Regions from separate parts of the Mus musculus genome. Here regions 1 and 3 are each linked to region 2. Evidence: chromatin contacts called from public Hi-C data. All regions are on one chromosome and are shown on one strand. The core of a region is the stretch at or near the end of the contact, and the rest is flanking DNA. Distances in the headings are between cores, read along the strand shown. Region 1 overlaps Prickle2 (prickle planar cell polarity protein 2). Region 2 holds the start of Prickle2 (prickle planar cell polarity protein 2). Region 3 overlaps Gm30688 (a long non-coding RNA gene).

Region 1 (4,253 bases), core at 1,541-4,040, 260 kb before region 2:
GAGTGGCAAAACTGGGTGAGGTTTCCAGTGTGGCTAATCCAAAGCCATGGTTCACAGCCGATTTGTTTTGGAAGGACTGCCCAATGGCTGTCTCTCAGCAGAGCAGTTACTTACAGCCCATCCATCATCAAGACGTACTATTGACTGGTTACGCTCAGTAATGGCATCCAACAAGAGATGGAAATTTCAAAGCCTAGCCTCAAATTTATCTACATTGCTTGACCTCTCCTTAAAACACACACACACACACACACACACACACACACACACACACACACACAGAGAGAGAGAGAGAGAGAGAGAGAGAGAGAGAGACAGAGAGAGACAGAGAGACAGAGAGAGACAGAGACAGAGACAGAGAGACAGACAGACAGACCAAATGGCCATGGAAATTAGCTGGTAGACACTGAGGTCCTTCCTCTTATGCCTCTCTGTTCAAAGTGTGTGGTACCTATAACAATTTGCAGAAAGATGGAACATGCAACAGAGACTCTAGGTGTTCCAACTGGGTCATCGATTCTGAAGGAAATCATAACCCTCTCAAGAGATACGAGTAAGGATGGAGGTGTCATCTCTTTTTCGTAGGATTCTCTGAAAGTGCTGGAATTGAGTTTTCCAGGGACTCTGAGGTGGTAGGGAAGTCAGTGTTCCAAGCTACTACTAGGCTTTCATGTAAGTTTGAGATATAGAGAATCCCAACTACAAGGGAGAAAACGGGAGTTGCAATGAAAGCAGATGGAGCCCTGCATCAGTCAGGGAAGCTGTGTGGTGTCATATGTCAAGTGATGTACTTCTTTCTGAAGTCACCACAGCCCAAGTGAGAATCGGTTTCCCATAGTGCCTTCACCCAGGCACCTTTGTGCAGCACACAGGACTGCATACCTGTGTGTTAGACCTGGCTCCTTTCCAGCTCCCAGCCTATGGATTTATCCTTTTGCAAGTGAAAATTCTGGAATCCTCAGCTTTTCTGACCAAGATCTGACTGCTGAGTCTTAATCAATCTTCCTAACTTCCATCCCATAACAGCTAGAATCATTAGTTACCGCGTGCCAACTACATGTTACACACCTCCCTCAGGAATTTACAGATGATGAAATGAGCAAGTTTGTGGGGCTGAGGTTTTAGTACTGTCCATTTGGATACTGTTGAGTGCCTGCCTTCATTTCCTCTTTTTATTGTGCATAATTAATATTGAGCAGGTCTTTCTGACGCTAATTGGCCAGAAGTAATTGGCTCAATTACTTCCTGAGGCAAGTCATAGAAACTTAGGAGGATCTCACTGGCAGGCCTTCCTGTTTGCTGAAGAGCAACTTCACCTCACCTCACCAGGGTACTTGACACATAACAAACTAGTCATATTTAAAGTACATGTAGAACTGATTAACATATGTATACTCTTATACTTGTATTGGCATATCTAAGACAGTGAACCCACTTAACACCTCCTGAAGTTTGCTCTTTTTTTTTTCCCTATCTACTTCCCATACCACCCGACCTCCAAGTGGCCACTGGCCTGCTGTCACTGCGTATTGGCACTTTCCAGAGTTTTATATGAATGGAATCATAATGTTTATACCTTTTTGTCTCAGGGTAGGTTTTTTTTCTTTGCATAATGATATGAAATCCATCCACATTGTTGTATATATCAAAAATTTGCTCCCTTTTATTGCAGATAGTAGCATCTCACACAAATGGAACTCATTTGTTAATCCGTTCACTTGCTGACAAACATCTGAGTGATTTCCTACTGTTGTAAACAGTAGTCATTTTGAAAGCATCAGTCCCTAAGACATTGTCCCTCTGGATCCTTGTAACTATGCTACAGTTAGGTGATGACATTCTTACTTGCAGAGGATGAGTTAAAAGTCTATGAAGGTAAATTCACATGGCCAACATCAGACAGTAGCACAGCCAGGATCTGAACTCAGTGCAAACAAGTCAAAGCTATGAGCCTAGAGGGATTCCAGTCCAGCCTGGAAGGACCGGCACTTGATGTTAGAAACCAAACATGATAAGCCCAGAAATTGAAGTCAGTGTGGGTCTTCCCTCTATAGCTCCCTGAGAGGTAGAAATTCACTATGGTACATAAAGTAAAATCATAAGGCTGGGAGTGTCCTATTGCATCTGGAAAGGAGTCACCTAGACTAATGACATGTGCATAATGTGTACCTAATAAACAACAATTGAAGGAATGAATGGTTAAATGCTTGAGTGGATGGATAAGTGAACAGGGAGAGAGGTAGAAAGATGAGGAAGGAAGGTAGTTATCTGATGATTTGATGGTGGATTCATCTAGCTATCCCATAGTTACTAAAAATATCTCCCAAGTCCTAAGATTGAGCAGGTCATCTTGAGAATAAGTCAGCTTTCTTCCCAGCTCAGTTAGCAGAGAGTGTGTGTACTGTGAAACCACATAGGGAAGTCCAAGTCCTGGGGCCCACACTTACTCCTTGGCATCTGAGGATGCATTCATGGAGAAGGCTAGAGCTATTTGTATTGAGAGCTGAGAACTCCAACAGCAAGCTCCATCCTGCCCTTGCAAATGCTCCTTGGCTTCCCCAGGCCTCACATTCTGTCCATGAGCTTTGACAAGTCCCTGCTGGTGGAAGCCACGTTGTTGCTGACTTCATCTGGCAGAGGCCCTGAAGCCTGGGAACCCAGGTTCTAGCCTCATCTCTGAAAACTCTGTTGAAGACAAATTTATTAACAGGCTGTTGTGTTAAATGCTGCACATGCATGCATATTTCCCATCTTCATCCAATGACATCAGGGCCTCTCTGGAGCCAAGATAAACAAGCACTGCTCACATGACAAATTTCCTGAGAACTACGGAGGAGATTTCTTAGCAGCCTCCTCCTGTTTCTTTCTTGCCTCCCTTACCCCGTACATCCCTGGAACCACACTGAGAACATTGGGGTGAGTGACAGCGAAGCTTAAGCAGGAACTACAGCTTTGGGGAGAACAGAATCTACCAGTTCAGTTGCAGAAGCACACAGCTCACTAGAGCCATGGCATTTCATCTGGAGCTCAGCGTGTACTACTGGAGTAATGAGATGAAAACACCATTCTAGAGGTGGTTGGCAAGTCTAATGATAATTTTTACAGAGGTTTAACACATCGGTATCCTTAAGTAGGCTGTCCCCTGCACAAGGGTAGACACACTGTGTCTTTATCCATGCCTTCCTTTAGTGAATAGGATAGTGCTAGGAAGATAGTTGTCACTAAGCATGTATGTCCCAGATGACTTCTAACAGACAAATACCCCTTTTATTGTCTGCTCCGGCTTCTAAAGTATGAACCTATTATACGGGGTTCTATGTTTTCTTCTTCACCACTATAGGCTCAAAGCCCAACATCAAATGCATGTTTACCATCATTAACCAGTCCCTGCTGATGTCCAGAAATATGACTATACCAGGAACAGAAGAACATGACGAGGAGTAAGGATGGGATGAGAGATGGCGGAGAGCCAAAGAAGATAAGACATTGACAATGGGGACAAGTCTTGGAAGGGTGGACTGCGCTACTTCCTGTAATGATGGGAGGGCTGAGCTGCTTCCTGTAGTGATGGGAATATTTCTTAGTCACCAAGGTCAACCCGAGCTTAGGGGAGATTTCCAGCCCACAGAGATGAAGCTGGTTGAAGGTACACTGTTCTACTCTTTCACTACACCTGATCTCCTGGGTGGAGCACCCAGGGAGCGGCAGAGTGGAGGATAAAAGCCCAGTGTCTTGGGATGAGGCAAGACAGATAGGAGATTGTAGATCTGGTTCTTGGCTTACCAGCTTCTTGTTCTATTTGAATCTCAACATTTATGAGGGGGCATTAAATACAGTTGTTTGTTCATGCAACAGCTGATTATTGATGGTAAACATGAACCTGATGTTGGGCTGAGAGCTTATAGTGGTGAAGAAGAAAACATAGAACCCCGTATAATAGGCTTGTACTTTAGAAGGCAGAGCAGATGATAAAAAGGATATTTGTCTGCTATAAGTTCAGCATGTGGCAGTTGCTATTTAGGACTCCCATAGCCCACTCTGAGTAAGTGTTCTTAGCTGTTCTACTCCCATATACCACAGAAACATCCCGGCACTAGAGAGTAAACATACAAAGCAGTGAGGCCTCTTAACCCTTGTGCCTAAGGATGCCTTGATCTCTTTTCACTTCTCTCCAAATTATCCATCAATGTTCTCCTCAAATGCTTTTGTATAAAGTAAGTGCCAGTCTCATTTCATTTCTAAACTTCACTCAA
Region 2 (4,349 bases), core at 223-2,722:
GTACTCACTTTTTCCTTTTCATCAAGATGACAGGGAGGGAACTCACCTTTATATCACCAAGCGGAGTCTGTAAACCCACACCCCAACTTCCCTCAATCACCGCCCTACCAGTCAGATGCAGTGGGAGGGTACCCGGATCCCTCCACTCCCAAACAAAATCATTGCAAGCCAGCTGAGGCTGCCTGAAAATCAACATTCGAGGCACATTAATAAGAAACATCTGGCTACGGGAAGAGGTTGACACAGCACAGGCAGGCAGTGGTGGATTTGTGGTTGGGACCCAGAGTTACAAGGACTGAACTGAAAGCACAATCGGAGAACACCAGTTCGTCTAGGCAATCCTCCACCCACTGCACCACGGAGCCTAGCAACACCGCCATGCTCCGGGTTTGAATTGTTTGGGGCAGAGTTACCTAGAGACTTCCCACTTAAAGCTCTGGCATCAGGAAAATGCATCTCCTGCATCCTCCAGTGTCTGGCCACCACTTCCACCTTCAATATTTGTAGCAGATGTAGCTGGGCTCTTAAAGGAACAGTGTTTGCATTCTTTCCATGTGACTTACAGGATAGACTTAAAAGGGGGAAAGTGTATTTATTTTTCTTCCCTAGTGTTGTGTGTTTAAGACCATCCTACCTCCATTTGTGCAAGGCGAACCCGGGACACTGGTCACCACAGGCGTTACATGGCTGGCCTCTCTCAATCCGACCCAGTCCAGTCAACTTCAAAACAAAAAGACAACACAAGCGTGTCCACCACCAGGGCTCCCCTCAAAGCCCCACTTGTATCCTAGGCAGGAAGGCCTGCCCCTCCCACCCCGCCTCTGTGATTGGACTCAACTGTTTTCTGATGTTGGGGACTTGGGACCAGATTCTCCCACCTGGAGAAGGGCATGTGATTCCAGGTGGGCTGTCTATATAGAGAGCATGGGCACCAAACCACCAAGAAATGGCTTGGCTGGGGCTTTGTCTCCCCCAGACACCTTGGTCACCGGTTTCTAAGAAACAAAAGCAAGACCTTTCCGTTCCCTGGAGTTGCGGGGACCACCTGGTGGCTGTCCTGGACTAAGCCAGGGTTCCCTAGAAGAGGGTAGCTGGGACGCCCAAAAGCCAGTCCCAGGTCCTGTTTCTCAGCTGGGGTTCCCATATTCCTTACGAGAAGAGGAAAAGAAAAAGGTTCACCCGCGGTGCCCTGAACTATGGCATTTAGGGTCCAGGTCCCTGGTGGCACTGTCGCCCGGCCTGGGGTAGGGCCCAGCCCCTCGCGCGCCCGCGGGGCCAGCTTACCTGGGGCCACAGGTGCGCGGCCGCGGGGTGGAGAGGGGCTGGGCCCGGGCGCTGGCTGCCGGCGGTGGGGACCGGGCGGGCGGCTCCGCTCGGGTGGAGGACACTCACCGAGCGGCGGGACAGTCTTTTCCGCGAGCTCCGGCTGAACATGGCCGGGCGCTTCCCGCACGCAGCGCTGTCGGTTGAATGTGTCCGCGCTGCAGCCGCCGGGAGGGCGGGTGGACTGGGCTGGTGCGGTCGTCAGCCGGGCGGTCTCCGCCTAGCTGTCCCGCCTGGTTCGGGAGAGCACGTTTCCCCTCCTCCCTTCCCTCTGCAGCTCGCTCCCCGCCTGCTGGTCCCTCCCCTCTCGGCGAGCTCCCCGCCCTCCCCCAGCCAGTCCCATCCTCTCTGGCACCAGCTGAGGCCACTTTCTCTTTTCTCCTGCTTCCTTGCCCTCTGGGGAGAACTCTTTGGCTGGCCCAGCCCCTAAAAGCTCTTCCGCTCACTCTGGTCCCTGAAGTTAGGAGGCAGGGGACACTTCACAGACATCGGGAGGAGATGCAAAGATGAGAGATTTTCACATTAAATTTAAACATTTAAACTCTTCTTCCACTGTGTATTAATGATCTCTCAAAATTTGTTAAACTTGTGTGCTTATCAATATATGTGTCTAATATAAATGTATGCATATAAATGTATGTATCTATATGCAGACAGACAGACAGACAGACAGACAGACAGACAGACAGACAGATAGATAGATAGATAGATAGATCGATAGATGGGTGTGGGAGTGTCTTACTATGTAGCCCTGGCTGGACTATGTAGAACACACTGGTCTTTAACTCACAAATACTGGCCTGCCTCTGGCTTTTGAGTACTGGGATTAAAGTCATGTACCACCATTACCTGCCCTCTTATCAATCCCTTAAAAATAAATAAATAAATAAATAAATAAAGATGTAACAGAAGACTTTATCTTATAGCATGGTTGAAGGATGAGTCAGGTCATGTGCAGTGGTTGTAACTGGCACAAACTCAGGACTGATGCAAGATTAGAGATGGAAAACAAGGATGTTGTTCTAACAGGCAAGACTATGGTGTCCACTAGTCATTGATACATCCGCTCAAATAGCACTTCCCCTGAACTCTCTCCACCACCCACTAAGCCATCCCTTACACATTCATGACATACAAATCATGTGTTGACATCTGTTCTCAACCAAACCCAAATGACAGAAGGGCCCTGTCTTCTTTGCTTAGGCACATATGTAGGTTTGTATACTCTGGATACTCCTGCAAGTCAAAAGAAGACAATTTGTCATCACTGAGAAGAAGATGGTCATCTTCTGGCTTAGCATTTTATATCTGGGCCATTGAAGTTGAATGAAGAGAAGCCATCTCCACCTGGGATAACCCAGCAAATGGGGGGCGGGGGGCAAGATACCTATCTATCAAAATCAAAGGAATAGCCAGATGCAACTCAGACACCCCCTTCTTCATCAGAACAAGCTGTCCACGTTCACCAATAAGACAACGAAGTTTAGTTTGGTTCTAAGGAGAGGCATGTAAGGCCTTTGCCTCAGGAGCACAATTTACAGAGAATAAATTCAGCAATTAAGACAAATATTTATGTACTGTGATCAAAGAATCAAAATCAATACCAGATATATCTGCTGAATCCTGCCTTATCCTGCCCTGCCTCGCCCACCTCACCATCCTTCCTTCCCTTATAAAAATGCTCTGAGAGCCAGAGGGCTATGGTGAGAGATCAGCTGGTGGCATGCTTCTTCTTCAAGTATGAAGCCTGCGTTTGAGCCTCAGAACCCACATTTCAAAACAGAAAGAAAACAAAAGCTAGGCATGGTGGAAAACACATGTAAACTCAGAGCTGGGGATGTGGAAACAGGAAGATCTTTGGGGCTCACTGTTCTGCTGGTCTAGCCTACTTGGTGAGCTCCAGACCAATGAAAGGCCCCATCTCAAAACAAAACAAAACAAAACCCTAACGACGACTAAGTGGATAACCCCCGAGAGAGCAGAGCACCTGCACACACTTAAACATATACACGCAAAGTGTTCTGAAATTCAGACACTAAATAAGGACTGAGGTAAGTGGTGACCACCCACTATCGTCTTTGGTGGCAGTTGTAGAGAATAAGCCATGGCGTATAGAGTGATGTTGTCTTCTGATCATAACAGAACCACTGCACTCACGAATGCACAGAAGCTGAAGTTGTCTGCACAAGATCAAGCCATCAATATTCCAACCAATGTGCAGAAGGGAGGGCTGCCTGATCTCCTCACCCTTAACTGGGGAGCTACTGACACTCGGTGGCATCCAGGGGGAGAGAGAGAACCAATTTTCTTTAAGGGTATGCCCTCTGGTGGATCTAGCAGGATCCAGTGAGTGCCCCATACCTAAGAATGGTATATGGGGAATACAGAGTAGGAGAAGGTGGGAGCGTGGGGTGATCAGGGTTGAAATAGAGGCATGCACATATTAAATCATAAAACTAATAAGGCAATAGCTTCAGGTTTTTGGGGTTTTGGTTTGTTTGTTTGTTTGTTTGTTTGTTTTTTGGCAGGGGGAGGGTCAGGATAGGATAGTAATGGAAACTTCTCAGGGCAAGATGCTCACTGGATCCTCTCGAAGAGTTACTGTACTCTCATGTCTGCCCCGTAGGAAAAGGTCATGGGGAACAGCATTGATGCTGTAATTATGAATGGTGTCTACATGTATTTTAACTGCAAAACTTTTTAGGGCAACACAGTAAGAGCATCAGTGCTGTGTAAGTTTCCAGGAGATGGACAGCAGATGTCCAGAGGAAATGAAACCTGCTATTTATTCCCCAAAAGTAGCTACAGGAGCTACTGGAAGGTGCCCCGTCCCAGGTTTTGCTCCTAGATAAATGTAGCTGATAAAGGATTAGCAATAGTGACATCCTTGAGAATATGAGTCTACGAAAGGTTTGTTGTTTAGACAAAGAGGAGATGCAAGAGTGATGTGAATGAACCTCATGAGTTATTGGAATAAGCCACATTGTCACATAGTTTCCTCCAGATTAAAACCTTCCATCTTGGAG
Region 3 (4,657 bases), core at 631-3,130, 420 kb before region 2:
GGCCACATGCTCATTGTTAGGCAGGGCCATCGGACCCAAAGCTCCTGTGCACAGGAAGTGGGAGGGGAAAGAGGTCCACTAGCAGAATGAAACCTCATCGACTTTGCTTTGCTCCTAGGGTTTGAGATGGGGCCAAGGACCAAATGTATGCTAGATAATAAATGCTCTGTCTGTGAGCTACACCCAAGAGCTTTGTGTGAGCATTTTCTAGTGAGCCATTTACCTTAGGGGAAGACGTTCAGCATTCCATTTTTAAAACACAGGTAGAGGAAGAGGGTGGACTGAATATGCTTGGCCCAAGGGAACTGGCACTACTGGGAGATGTGGCCTTGTGGGAATAGGTGTGGCCTTGTTGGAGGAAGTGTGTCATTGTATAGGCAGGCTTTGAGGTCCTATGCCCAGGCTCTACCTAGTGCAGAAGAGACCCTCCTCTCGGCTGCATGCGGAAGACAGTCTCCTTGCCTGCTTTCAGAACAAGATGCAGAACTCTCAGCTCCTTCTACCGCACTGTGTCTGTCTGCTTCCTGCCAGGATGATAATGGACTGAACCTCTGAAACTGTATGCCAGCCCCAGTTAAATGTTGTCTTTTACAAGAGTTGCCTTGGTCATAGTTAGTGTTTCTTCATAGCAATGAAACCCAAATGGAGACACTGGCATTACTAATTTCTTACTGTACTGACCTGTGAATGGGAACACAAGGATCCCGGGCTGTGTGATGTAACTTGTTTATAGCACTGAACGAATGGAGAACCCAAATGCCCTCAAATGAGGTGATGGTAAACTGGCATAACTCCAAGTGGAATGCTGTAGAGCAGTGTTTCTCAACCTGTGGGTCACGACCCTTTGGAGCCAAATGACACTTTCACAGGGGTTGCATATCAGATAAACTGCATATCAGATATTTATACTACGATTCATAACAGTGTCAGAATTACAGTTATGAAGTTAGCAATGAAAATAACTATGGTTGGGGGTCACCACAACATGAGGAGCTGTATTAAAGAGTTTCACATTAGGAAGGTTGAGAACGCTGCTGTAGAGGCATCGATGAGCCAAAGCAAGGGCCATATCCCCTGATGCGCCCATCCTGCCACCTCATTGGTACAGATTTGAGTATTTACTACACCCCAAAGACTATTCTAGGCTACGAGATGGGAGAAAGGTCAAATGCCAACATCCCTGAAGAATCTCTGTAAAACATGTGAATGAGTATAGTATAACTATGCAGATAAGCCCTTTGGATTGCACACAGAGGGGAATACCCAGGGACAGCAGAAAGCCAGTATAGCAAGGCTTGTTGTAGTCAATAAAGAGCATAGAAGGACAGTGTGGCCTGAGTGGAGGAGGAATGAGTAAAGCTGGATGAGACAGGTCCTGTGGTGCTTTATGGCTCACATGGCATGTACACATGGTCCATATGGTAGGCACTGTCCTTCACCACAGACTCCATCACTCGCTGCCATGAGCTTCCCATATAGGGTATGCAAACTGGCTCACACAGGGAGACACCAGCCTTGGCATCTTCAATAAAATGGGACTCTAATTTTATATGTTGCTCACGGGAGGACAAATGAACAGGTGAGTGAGAGAGAGAAGGTGGAATCTGGGCACAGCCATATCCTGAACTAAGCTGTAAAAGTGAGATTCTCAAGTGAGCCAGCAGAGGGCACGATTGGACTTTGGAACAAGCCTGGGCTGAAGTAGAAAGCAACCTGATATTTGTCCTCTGAAATTGAAAAATACCCCTTTTCCTAAGATGAGGAAAACAGGGAGATGGGTTGGGATGGTAGGAGCGAAGATTGCCTCACATGCATCAATGCTCTTAGACCTCTGCTATGTGCATCTAGCTAGCATCTAAGTGCTGACAGGGAAGCAGGCTGACCCATTCTCAGTGGGAACAAGGAGTAGATGTAGTCAGAGCTGAGAGGTAAGGGTGGAGATCTTCAGGGACACCTGCATGCTTAGAAACGGGCCAAGAGTCTACAGCCAGAACACCCTGAACCGTGTCTGACTTTAGAAGATAAGCAGAATCAGGCCTTGGATGGGAGAAAGTGGGAAGGGGAAGTCACACAAATGCAGAAGAGAGCTGCCACTGAGGAAGTCCCACCCAACACAGAACAGCTGAATGGGGGAAGATGGTGTAGGGTGACCACAGGTCAATGAGGGAAGTAACAGAGCCTTCAACGTGGACAAGACTGAGATCAATAGCCCAGATGGGGCAGGCATATTGACACTTCCAGGGTCAGGGAAGATCGGTTTATGAAGGTAAGTGTTGGGATTTTTTTCCCCCAGGGAGTAGAATAATAAGGTTGATGCATAGCATGCCAAGAGTCTGAGCTTCGAGACAAAGAGCCTCACTGCATTTTGGCATTCAGAAGGGTCTAGAGCCACACAGAGAGAAGACACTCAGGCTGGGCATGGGGTGTCGAAGGACTGCTGCAGAGTCTAGGTGCTGGGAACTCCACATGGTGGAGAAGGGTGGACAGCAAAGATTAGAAATGGTGCTAAAAAACAAAAGTCCCATGGGTGTCCACTGTGATAGGGGGCGAGGGATGGGGCTCATCTGAGGTAGCACTGTCAAGTGCAAGTGGATGGCTAAGGAGCAGGTTAGGGTGCTGGATAAAAAGTGAGTAAAAAAAGGTATTAGGAGTGGATGGATAGGGTTTAACTGACAACCATGATCTTCACTGAAGGCTGTCCAGACTTATTACAGCACCCAAGGAAGTCTACAGGCTGAGGAATATAATTTGACCCAGCAAAGACTCTCTGTTAGAAGTTCCCTTCAAAGAGAAGAGGAACATGGAACCCCTGCACGGAGCAAGCAGTGGTGCCTGAGATGGGTGTCCTTCAACGTACTCTTGACTTCTCTCCCATTGAGGTGGAACACACAGAAGTGGCTAGCTGGACATATTAGAGTTTGCTAGTTAAACAAGACATCCAGATTGCTGTAGTGGTCCTGAAGGTTAGTTTGGTTAGCAGGGAACAAGAAGCTGGGGAAGTATAGAAAGAAACTGGTCAATGATGGTTGCCTTAATCATAGTCCTACGATGGGCGCCCAACCCACAGCCAAGAGTCTGACTCAGGTGTCACTCGATGAACTGATGAGGGCCTAAATCAAGGGTAGACTTTTCTGTGAGGAGACATGGGTTAGTGATGGGGATACCCTAAAAGGCAAGAATGGGGACAGAGATAGAGTGAGGAATCCGCTAAAGAGTCAGGCACCCCCATATTTTGAGAAGCTCCTTGGACAACAGAACTTTAGAAGTCATGAGAGTGAATGGCCTGTTTCTTTCTTTTGATTTACAGCCTGTGAACAACTCAAGTGTTTCCCAGGTCTCATGCCCAGCAGGTCTGATCATAAATGTGCATATTCATAAAGACTGAACCCAGAGGCAGGGGAGGCTCTTCTTATCCCCCCTGGTATGGTGCTTGCAGCTCACAGCACATGGCACTGTAAGGCCCTTTCTGACCCTTGACCAGCAACAGGTCAGTATCTGTTCTGAGTAGGACACCATAGAATAGGATTTGGATTCAAACATCTGGATCTATATCCCATGAGTCTAATCATGATGCCTTGTTTCCTGTTATCACACATTAACCACACACCCCTCCATAACAAACTTCCATCACTCCCCACCCCACCCCCGTGTTGTACTACCAATTCTCCTCCTCCTCTGTGTGTGTGTGTTTTTTTGTTTGTTTGTTTGTTTGTTTTTTGGTTTTGTTTTTTTTTTTTTTTTGAGACAGGGTCTCTCTATGTAGCCCAGGCTGTCCTAGAACTTGCTCTGTAGACCAGGCTGGTCTTGAACTCAGATCTGCCTGCCTCTGCCTCCCAAGTGCTGGGATTAAAGGTATGCATCATTACCACTGGCTTATATTTACTTCTGAAGAAATCTTCACTACTTCTTCTGAATTGTTGGCTTTCTTTCTTTTTTTTTTTAACAGAAAATTACATCCTATTCTGCCTTTTATTGTTGTTGTTAATACTCTTTGCTAATATCTTGAAATGACTATTTCTGTGACTTTTAATAGAAACTTAATTTAAATTGTGTTCAAGCTGTCTTTTAAAACTTAATCACTCAAGTTACAAAAACTGAGAACATCTATCACTCTCCCTACCCCCACCCTGCCTCACACCATCCTCAAGGCAATTGTGCCAGGTCATGTAGTCTCTTTCTAGATTCCTCTGGTGTGTTCCCCACGTGCCTCCTAAATCTTTGTTTTCATTTTAGTAGAAGCTGGAACACTCCTTACTCTAGCCAGAGCTTTTGAAAAACTACTTAATGGGTCTCAAGACCTCCATCCATCCCATTAAACTACCACTCTGGGGGTCTTGGATGGGGATGATCATCTGGGGGTACCACTGAGTTCATTTTGTGGGCTAGACAAAGAATTATACATCTTAGAAACAAGACTCATGCAGGGAAATAAAAGCCAATGGGAAGCTGGAGTGACAGGTGAAGAGGGAGTCACAGATGCTGACTGTGAAGGTGGCTACCATCCAAGAGTGGAGGTGACAGTCAGAGATCAAAGTGACTGCAGATGCTGAGAACAAAGTGCCAGCTGTGCATGCATGCGTGTGTGTGTGTGTGTGTGTGTGAGAGAGAGAGAGAGAGAAAGAGAGAGACAGAGACAGAGACAGAGAGACAGAGAGAG

Evidence for each region. A called contact is a pair of places that touch in the nucleus more often than the background predicts.
Region 1: a contact with region 2 is called in a Hi-C map of uterus, with 3 times the contacts expected there. The contact joins the enhancer-like site here to the promoter of Prickle2 in region 2. A contact is called at or near these places in 2 of 39 promoter capture datasets (cranial neural crest and embryonic stem cells), 2 of 484 Hi-C or Micro-C datasets (nephron progenitors and uterus), 1 of 115 datasets of contacts at active chromatin or transcription factors (embryonic midbrain) and 1 of 9 other capture datasets (embryonic stem cells).
Region 3: a contact with region 2 is called in a Hi-C map of cortical neurons. The contact joins the enhancer-like site here to the promoter of Prickle2 in region 2. A contact is called at or near these places in 6 of 39 promoter capture datasets (the 3T3-L1 cell line, Sertoli cells, cranial neural crest and 3 more), 1 of 15 datasets of contacts at CTCF or cohesin (stem cell-derived epiblast-like cells), 10 of 484 Hi-C or Micro-C datasets (the N1E-115 cell line, cerebellar granule neurons, cerebellum and 6 more), 9 of 115 datasets of contacts at active chromatin or transcription factors (craniofacial prominence, embryonic basal ganglia, embryonic forebrain and 6 more) and 2 of 9 other capture datasets (adipose tissue and embryonic stem cells).

What each region holds. Positions count from the first base shown.
Region 1 is chr6:92,444,156-92,448,408 of GRCm38.p6, forward strand. The region is part of intron 3 of Prickle2 (prickle planar cell polarity protein 2); the gene reads right to left. Among named protein-coding and RNA genes, the nearest start is that of Gm38862, 42 kb to the left of the region's middle. Within about 2 kb of position 2,791, at least 19 of the 459 cell types and tissues checked have an H3K27ac peak or open chromatin away from gene starts, as enhancers often do. A contact at or near this core is called in uterus, where this site is marked.
Region 2 is chr6:92,704,712-92,709,060 of GRCm38.p6, forward strand. It overlaps Prickle2 (prickle planar cell polarity protein 2), which reads right to left and starts at 1,473. Exons shown (of 9, transcript NM_001081146.2): 1 at 1,393-1,473; 2 at 635-720. The coding sequence starts at 1,434.
Region 3 is chr6:92,285,026-92,289,682 of GRCm38.p6, forward strand. Gm30688 (a long non-coding RNA gene) reads left to right here. Exons shown (of 5, transcript XR_001785327.2): 2 at 3,308-3,454. Among named protein-coding and RNA genes, the nearest start is that of Gm30688, 18 kb to the left of the region's middle. Within about 2 kb of position 1,881, at least 14 of the 459 cell types and tissues checked have an H3K27ac peak or open chromatin away from gene starts, as enhancers often do. A contact at or near this core is called in cortical neurons, where this site is marked.